Linked DNA regions of Hordeum vulgare: all the other regions are linked to region 3. A link is a contact called in public Hi-C data. All regions are on one chromosome and are shown on one strand. The core of a region is the stretch at or near the end of the contact, and the rest is flanking DNA. Distances in the headings are between cores, read along the strand shown.

The links. A called contact is a pair of places that touch in the nucleus more often than the background predicts.
Region 1: a contact with region 3 is called in a Hi-C map of seedling, with 5 times the contacts expected there. The contact joins two enhancer-like sites. A contact is called at or near these places in 4 of 6 Hi-C or Micro-C datasets (leaf and seedling) and 1 of 1 datasets of contacts at active chromatin or transcription factors (embryo).
Region 2: a contact with region 3 is called in a Hi-C map of seedling, with 3 times the contacts expected there. The contact joins two enhancer-like sites. A contact is called at or near these places in 3 of 6 Hi-C or Micro-C datasets (leaf and seedling).

Annotation. Positions count from the first base shown.
Region 1 is chr2H:470,674,128-470,677,022 of MorexV3_pseudomolecules_assembly, forward strand. LOC123426697 reads right to left here. Exons shown (of 8, transcript XM_045110568.1): 6 at 2,776-2,855; 7 at 2,595-2,688; 8 at 1,577-2,465. The coding sequence ends at 1,960. Among protein-coding and RNA genes, the nearest start is that of LOC123426697, 9.1 kb to the right of the region's middle. Within about 2 kb of position 1,399, at least 3 of the 3 cell types and tissues checked have open chromatin away from gene starts, as enhancers often do. A contact at or near this core is called in seedling, where this site is marked.
Region 2 is chr2H:469,878,102-469,881,376 of MorexV3_pseudomolecules_assembly, forward strand. No RefSeq gene overlaps it. Among protein-coding and RNA genes, the nearest start is that of LOC123430267, 97 kb to the left of the region's middle. Within about 2 kb of position 1,875, at least 3 of the 3 cell types and tissues checked have open chromatin away from gene starts, as enhancers often do. A contact at or near this core is called in seedling, where this site is marked.
Region 3 is chr2H:470,170,832-470,173,807 of MorexV3_pseudomolecules_assembly, forward strand. It overlaps the pseudogene LOC123430269. Among protein-coding and RNA genes, the nearest start is that of LOC123430268, 120 kb to the left of the region's middle. Within about 2 kb of position 1,505, at least 2 of the 3 cell types and tissues checked have open chromatin away from gene starts, as enhancers often do. A contact at or near this core is called in seedling, where this site is marked.

The DNA.
Region 1 (2,895 bases), core at 149-2,648, 500 kb after region 3:
TTCCTCGTCCATACTCTTTCAAATGGTACCTCGTGCCACGGTATGGTGGAAGAAAACCCGGCCTCAAAGCATACCCCGCATCAACAAGGAATTTTTTTTCCTATGAAATGGTAACTATTAGCTATGGTAGAAATTTAATATATTTGGGTAGCACGCTCTAATTTACTACCTGTGGGAACTTTTAACCCATCTCCCCTCTCCCACATATCTCAAATTTGACTCTCTAGTTATGGCACGATCGGGCATGCTGCCCACGGTTATCCGCGGTGTTTGTTGTTTAGCCCTTCTAAACAAGACTATCATGTAAGCATACAACCCAGCCACTAGACCAGCTCCTCTCACATTAGTTGCCTTCGTTTTCTTGCCAATTCATCCATCTATTACAATACAAACAAGTTCAATCTTAGCAGAAAAATATGCAAAAAAGTGAAACTTAACACAACAGATTTATTCCAACATCACAAGCAATGAGCAAAAATAAATATGAGGGGGGGAGGGGGGAGGGGGAAGAGTTATGTCCCTGTCGAGGCAGCCATGTCCGACGCAGCAAGGAGGGGGGAGGTGAAGGAAAGAGGGAAGATGGCGGAAGGGGAGGTGAAGGATGGGGGGAAGAGGGCGGAGGGGGAGGAGGCAGAGTGGCTACTGGAGACGCGACGGCGGGACGACGGGTAGGCTTGGCGGCCGGAACGCGATGGCGGGACGGCGGGCTGGTCCTGGCGGGGCGATGCGAGGGGGAAGGTGAAGGAACGGGGAGGGAGAGGGCGGAGGGGGAGGAGTCTACCTCTTGGCCAGACGGCGGGCTCGTCCTGGCGGCGGGGATGCGACGGCGGGGCGGCGCGGTAGGTCACGAGCTCGGGGGCATGAGGGGAGGCCGAGCGAGGAGAGTGGGTCGGGGAGGGATTTTTGCTGGGGTCGATGTGAGCGTAGCTGAGCCAAGCTCGCCTGTATGGGCGAGCTCCTTTCAGCATAGTTCTGGGGCTTTTTTGCATCTGTTGGGCTATGCCGAGGAGAGTTCATCCACCCTATCAAACACCTAAAAATAGATCGGAGAGGAAATTTTTAGTCTTATGCACCCTTATGCACGCTATTGAACACACCCTCACTGTTGGCCCCCTGTGTTGTACTGTACTGTACATGTGTAGCCTAGCAGCAACATGCATCTCGTGAACGTTGTCATCAGGAACGTGCAATATTTGCAACTGTAAAATGGGGCGCAGGCAGGTGACGGATGCGAGTGAGCCGAACCGATCGAAACGTGCGGCTCCGCCTGCGTTGTGGGTTAGGTTGGAGCTTTTCCTGCCACCAACTCACCAAGTTGGACCTGAACGTCGCTCATTCCAGTAGCGCTTTCTGTACCCAACGCGCATAGCCACACGAGGAGAATCACAACAAGCACATGATCGTGACTGGAAGTCTGGAAGCAACTGGTAGGAGACGTCACCTCACCAGCTTGACTGACATGAACTGGACTGAAATGCTGCCAAAAAAAACATCACGACTTGTACTGAAAGGTCTTCTAAGAGTATAACAACACCACACCATCTTTGAAAACAGCTTCAACAGAGGGCCATGTAAGTTAGTTACCTCGTAGAGAACTAAACTATTCTCCCCAACTACAGTTATTAATGGTACAAAGAAAGTATATACTCCTATATAGTCACAACAGATAGAAATGCTAGCAGTAACTAACAACAAAAAAACGGAGTAACAATTTTGATGCCTTTTCATGAAGAAGGAAAAAAAGAGAGAGCTTGCGGACAATAGCAAGCATCTCCACTGATTAATCTCCTTCTTCAGAAGTTATGAGCCCCCGTGGTACAAATATTCCCTCTTTTCTTTGTGCTATACCAAACAAACCTCTCTTCCACCACTCTCCCAACCCTTCCGGAGGAAGAAGGAAAAACAACAACTCAAGGTCGTCAGTAAAGAGAAGCTACTAGCCAAAGCTTACATACAACCTCACAACGTCACAGGCAAGCCGTAGTTGTGGAAGGACCGGATCACTCCCCCGTGGCTCGCCGTCACTATCACCATGTTCCAGGCAGCCGATATCGCCGACAGACAGTCGGCTAGCCGGGGGCCATTTACGGGCTTCGCCGAGGAAGTGAGTTTCTCCTCTGGCCACGTCACAGACCCCCTCATGCCGTCGGCGAAGAACCATGTCCCAGGGGAACGGCTTTCTCCTCCATGACGGTGTAAAGCCGGCATGCTGGTAGATTTCTCGGTCAGGCGGGACGGCTTGACATGCCTGTCCCGATGCACCCCCGGCCATGGCACCGCGGTTGTCACGTCCTTGGAGAAGAACATTTCGCACGATCGAACCGATTTGGCTTCGCCTTTCTGTAAGGTGTTGCTTGGATTGTCAAAATTCCATATGTAGACATTGGAGTCCATGCCGGTGGATATAAGATATCTGCCATCTGATGTTAGTGATGGTGTTGAAAGAGCCTTCGACTTCCAAGGCCCTGCATCATTAAGGTACAAAGGGGTGGACGGGTGGTGTTAGGATCACTGAGGACATGGAACGTTAAAATGTTGTGAAAAATGGCAACTTTCTAACGGAATAAAGGATGGGAACTTCTGTGAAAATATACCTTTAAACTTTTGGACAATATCAACACCATCAGCAACTCGAATCTTGGAATCTGTTGATGTAACTAGGAATCTAGGGGAATCACTTGTACATAACTGCCAAGTCGCAATCACGAATTAGTGAGTCGGCATAAGAATTGCTTCCCAAAATACAAGTAGAGAATATCATGGCAGATATCACACCTGCAAACTCTTGATCCGACTGGCAGTAGATTTCTTTTTCCCTTGCATGAACAATTCTTTGTCTAGTTGTATGTCTTCACCTACAGAAACGAACTGCTCAGCTGAGAGTACTATAATATA
Region 2 (3,275 bases), core at 625-3,124, 290 kb before region 3:
CTGGTGGAGGGCCAACCCTAGAAGGTGGCGCCACCCTAACTTGGGTGGCAAGGCACCCCTTGGGCCACTGCCCCTCTCCTCCTTTGCCACTGGCCCACCTAGGAGGGGAATCCTAGGGCGCAACACCTCCTCCCTCCCCCTATATATAGTGGAGGGGAGAGAGGGCAGTACCACCTGAAAGGCCACGGCGCAATGCTCTTTGCCTCTAGATTAGTTTTTGTCCACTAGATCGGTTTTGGTAGTGCTTGGCGAAGCCCTGCTCGGACAGCTCCACCATTACCGCCGCCACGCCGTCGTGCTGTCGGAGTACTCTTCTACCTCTATGTGTTTTCTTGCTGGATCAAGAAGGCGAAGACGTCATTGGGCTGTACGTGTGTTAAACGCGGAGGTGCTATCCGTTCGGCGCTAGATCGGACGGATCGTGATTGGATTGTGATTGAATCACGAAGACGTTCGGCTACATCAAACGTGTTTATTAACGCTTCTCACTTACCGATCTATTAGGTTATGTGGATCTACTCTCCTTATCGTAGCTTGTTGATCTCCTTAGATATTTCTTGCATGTTTGTACGATTTTTTTCCATGCAACGTGCCCCAACAAAAGTTTCATGAATTTTGATAAAAAGTTCAATGATTTTGAAAAATGTTCGTTAAATTTAAGAAAATTTAATTAATTTCCAAAAATAGTTCATAAAAGTTTAAAGAAGTTCACCAAATTTGAAAAGAATTCATCCGATTTAAAAAAAATTCATCAAATTTGAAAAAAGTTGATCGAATTTAAAAAAAAATCATTGAATGTGAAAAGAGTTCATCTATTTTTTTTAAGAAAATCATCAAACTTGAAAAAATTTCATCGATTTTGATTTTTTTTAATCGAATTTGAAAGAAAGTTCATCAATTTTTATTTATAATTTCATTGAATTTCGAGAAAAACTTGACATTTTTTTAAAAAGTTCATAAAACTGAAAAACAAATTCAAGATTTTTTTAGAAAAATCCGCGCATTTCAGTAAAAAATAAAATACAAGAAAACCCGAATAAAACTCCCAAAACGACCGCGAATCAAAAAACCAGGAAGAGGAGAATAAAATGGCGAAAATGAAGTACTCTGTCACATGTATTGCGCCCCCTAGTGGTTAGTCCGATTACTGCGAAGCGTCAGGTCGCGGCTTCGATCTCTAGCGTAGCACCTTTTATTGAAATTTTTAGGAGAAAGGAATCTAAATTGGGAAGGCCCAAGCCGGAAGTGGGGATGCGCTCTGTACCAGGGTTCGAACTCTTGACAAGTTGGGTTACGCCGGACGAGATAAAACCACTACGAAACGTCGAGCACTCATGGAGATGACATCCGTATTTTCTATTTTATCCTTTTCCAAATAACTTTTATTTTTCTTTATCTATTTCTTTTATTTACTCTCTTTCCTTTTACTTTTTATTTATTTTTCCTTTTACGAAAGTGCACGATTGTTTTCAATTTCGATGAACATTTTTCAAATGAATGATTTTTTAATATCAATGACCCATTTTCAAATTTGATTAACTATTTTATCAATTCTATATTTTTCATAAAATTCTGATGAACTTTCTTGAAAGTCTTTAAAAAATTCAAACTCTTTGAACTTTATTCAAGTGTGGATGAACTTTTTTGAAATTTTTTGAACTTCTCTTTGATGAACTTTTTTTTAAAGTCGTGACTGAAGTTTGATTAATTTTTGGAATTTTTTTAATGTTTTTCTAAAACTTTAAAATTTTCCAAATTCCCGTTTTTTACCTTTTGCCATTTTTCATTTTAGTTTTTAATAACCTTGGACCTATGTCGTTGTAGACGCCACTTCTTCTAATGGCGCCTGCAGCGTTGAATAGGAGCTCCCCTCACGAAGAGCCGTCCCCACAACCAGCCTCCATAGTAGTAGGCTGATCCAGTAGCTGGCAAGACACATGTTGGTTCGTTTCAGGTTTTATTTTTCATATAGTGTAGAAAATATGTGCGTATAATTTAAGAAAAAATGTTTGTAATGTTAATAAATGTTCACACGCTTTTAAAATATGCTTGTGACATTTAAAACAATGTTCACATAGTATTTCTAAAAACTTTTATACAATTCAAAAAATGGTCACGAGATTAAAAAAAATGGTGTAAAAATAACAAATTTCCATACATTTTTTTCAAATGTTCATGAATTTATATTATATATTGAATGTGTATTAAAAAAGTTCACCATGTATTATAAAAGGTTATGTGTCAGAAAGTGTTCACTGTGTATTCAAAATATGTTCAATGTGCATTTGGCAATTGTTCAAGATGTATTAAAGAAATGTTCAACATGTATGAAAAACAATGTTCAACTCATGTATATAAAAAGAGCTCAACATGTATTCAAAATAGTTGAAATGTATTTGGAAATATAAAAAGAGAATTTACATAAGAGCACCTCTCTAATAACATGGAAAAACCAAAAAATTATGGAAGTTTCCTTAAACCAGTCCCGACTGTAGCACAAAATGCTCCTAAAACCGCTCGCACCATAGGTCTTGTTGGGTCTTGTTTTTTGATTCATTATTTTTTTTTTCATTTTGCCTTTTGTGTTTTGAGTTCTTATGTGTTATTTAATAATTTTGAAATTCAAAAGTTGCTCATGAAATTCTCAAAATATTGAAAAAGTTTAGAAAAATTATTGGTATTTTAGTCTCTATTTCAAATAACGAAAACTGATCTTGGATTTCTAAAATGGTCCAAAAATATGAAACATGTTTCCATTTTTTGAAAAATGTTCATGAATTTGGAACGCATTTCCGTATTTCAAGAATTATTCAGGAATTTAAAAATATACCTGGATTTGATAAAATGTTGGAAAATGTTTTATGATTTCAAAACATCTTCACCAAAATGAAAATGTTTACGGATTTCTTAGACTGTTCAGGAATTTAAAAAATGTTCCTTTTTACGAATATAACAAATGTTCACGAAATTCATAAAAGGTCTGGACTCCAAAATATATTGACTAATTTTTAAATGTTATGAATTTCGAAAAATGTTTACTAATTTGGAAAAATAGAAAATTATAAAGAAATGTTTTTGAATTCATAAAAAATAGTATTTTTTGCAAATAATCTGAATTTTGAAAATGTTAAGAATTTATAAAAATCAATAATTTTTAGGTATTCGAATTTCCAAGGATATTCATGAATTTGGAAAATATTTTGATAATACAAAGAATGCTTTGGGTTTTTAAAAATATGGAAATGTCACCTTATTTCAAATCATGTTCATGAATT
Region 3 (2,976 bases), core at 255-2,754:
AACCTTCAATTTCATGCGCAACGCTCCCATCATTACCATCCAAACAAGGAGGCCAAGCCATAATATACGGAAAGGCACAGTCATCGATTGTCCCGTGGATGAGTAACTCCATCTCCATGTTCTCCAATGAAAGGTAGAAGAACTAGGTGCCCTGTGTGTCAGCAGGGGTTATGAGTATCTTGGACAAATAGACGCATCCAGACCTAACTTGCACAACTCTGAGTTGGTCCTGCAGGCCCCGAGTGACCCGATCAATTTCTGCGCTTAAAGAGAGTATGTTCTGCCGTGCCCAAATCCCAATACCATCACGGTCCAAACTACGGGTCCAAACGTGAAGGAGGAACTCATCAGATGTATGGACCATCAATGTTTTAAATAACGGGCTACGGCAAATAGCGGCGATCCTCTAAATCAGCTATAGCGAAGGTATAACGGGGCTATAACGATATATTTGTACATGATACCATTTAACGGCATCCTGCTAAAAAGGCTATAGCAGGCTATTTAAAACTATGTGGACCATGCAGAGCTGTCCATCCTTGGTATCCCCAAGCATGAAATCTTATTGCGAGAAATCGATTGCCTGCGAGGGTAGATCCACTCCACTGAGGAAACGTTCATGGTGGCCGTGTTGATCCTGATCATGCGTCCTCCGCCGTAGACAGGCCAGTAAACGGAACCATCCACCAGCGTGCCAGCACCGTACTTAGGCTGTGCTCGTCACCGCCGATCTCCACCCAGGGGTGGACAGCCCAATCCCCTAGACACGTCGGCGCAGACGCAGACCACGCGTAACGACCGGGGATTCTCCTCGCAAGTCAGCAGGTGGAAACCAAGGAAGGCGAAATCGCCGAGACTCCCATCGGCGACATCGTCGGGGAACGAGACAACGTGCACGGCCCAGATCATGGGGTTCACCGCGGCCACGGCCCAGAAAGTATTCCACAGGAGGATGTAACCGTCGCGGCAGTCCGTGACAGTCCAGCCGTCGTCCAGCGGGAGGGAGGTGAGGAAGAAGTCGCCGCGACGGAGGGCGACGGTGACCACGGGATCCGAGCGGTGCAGGGGGGCGAAGGAGGGGGCGCCTGGTGGATGGCAAGGAAGAGGCGGCGGAAGGTCCGGCGGCGGCAGTTCTCTGGCCATTGCTCGAGAGTGGAGTGGATGGCAAGGAAGCGGCGGAAGGTCCGGGAGGAGCGGACAACGCCGAGCAACGAGCGGCAGGTGAGCGCGGCGCGGACGAGCGCCGGCAGGTTGGGCAGGCGGAGGAAGATCTCGAGAAGCTGGTTTTCGCCGAGGGAGGATATGGTGGTGCTGGTTCCGTCGCCGGCGGTAGCGTGGGTCGTGGATGAGATCGACGGACATTTCGCTGCTGGCGTAGTCCCCGCCGCCGCCGGCGGCAGTTCGCTGGCCATTGCTCGAGAGTGGAGTCGATGGAGATTATGGTCCCTGGCAGTGTCGACGATGACTATTGAGTACGCATGGGCCAACTCCACCAACTATTGAGTACTACGCCTCATGCTTTGAGCCCATGGGCCCATGTAGGCAACAAATCCAAGTCTAGGTCAGCCGTATGCTTTGGAATTAAAGCCAGTTTGAAAAAGCTAGAGTGATTGATTGCTGAAAGTCAGCAACGAAAAAAAAAAGAAACCCATCTTTCTTTTGGCGAAAATGGAACACATCTTTTCGAAACTCTTGAAACGTATTTTCCACTTCTTCACAAGCTTTTACTGTAAGTTTGTTTCTTATCATGTAGCAATGAGAGACGAATATATATGTATTGGTTGAATAATCATCAGGTCAAATTCAACATAAAACAATTATTTCCATGTTACGTGTTCATGGAATGAAATGTCCGAAAAACTAAGCAAGCAAATGTGTCTATGAAGAAGCGTATATCATGTTTCTAATGTTATTATATTTTTGGGTGAAATCGATGCACTCAACCACAAAGAAATCCGATATCAAAGCATTACCGCAAAAGTTAAACAAAAAACATAGTACATTTCGGAAAAAGCATGCAGAAAATAGTTTGGACCAAAGCTCGAGTTTGAAGTGAGTTTAAACTTCGATTTCTAAAGAAATATACCGTTCTTCAAAAGACACATAAACACATGGGGTCACAATAACAACAGAATGTACCGCCATGTGTGAGATGTCCAGGTCTCACCTAAACCAGCCACAAGGTCTCCAACTTTATCACCAACATAGTAACAAGCTTAACCATCATTGCCACTCTTTCAGCTCCCTTGTCAAGCTCCCTAGCTCAATTGCCACCATGCCTTGTCATGCTCCCTAGCTCAATTGCCACCACTCTTTGTCGTGCTCCCTCGCTCAACTGCCACCACGTGATTCATGAATTGTGTGTCATGGATAAGTGTCTTGCCTTGTGTGGTTTGATATGTAAGCTCGATGTACTTCCACATTCCATGCGAAAGTTTAGCTTCTTTACCACTGTGGTCGAACTAGATATGTGAACGCTACCTTTATAAGGCATGTTCGCATAAATGACTTACACAACAATCTCACTGCTATGTCAGTGGGTTTGATTACTATGTGTATGGATGGTCGGGTGATCAAGGACAACAAGTGTGGTGTATGCAATGAGAGCAATGCGACGAGAAATGAATTTGTATTGGTTAAATAATCACCAAGTCAATACCGAGATAGCAAAAGTTAGCATAAAAATATATTTGCATGTTACATATTCAGTGGAGAAGTGTCTCGAATACTAGGCAAGCAAATGTATATATAAAATAGGTAATATGTGTCTAACACTACTGTGTTTTCACGTTTAAACACAAACATCAACATATGTAATTTTACACCACGTGATACAGGAATTGGGCACCATGAGCACCATGAGCTTACTGTCGAAGATATGCCCTAGAGGCAATCATGTATGATGATGTTTTATATGTGTTTATGAATAAAGATAGTCCTTGGACATTATGAATGATGCATATTAACAAGTACACG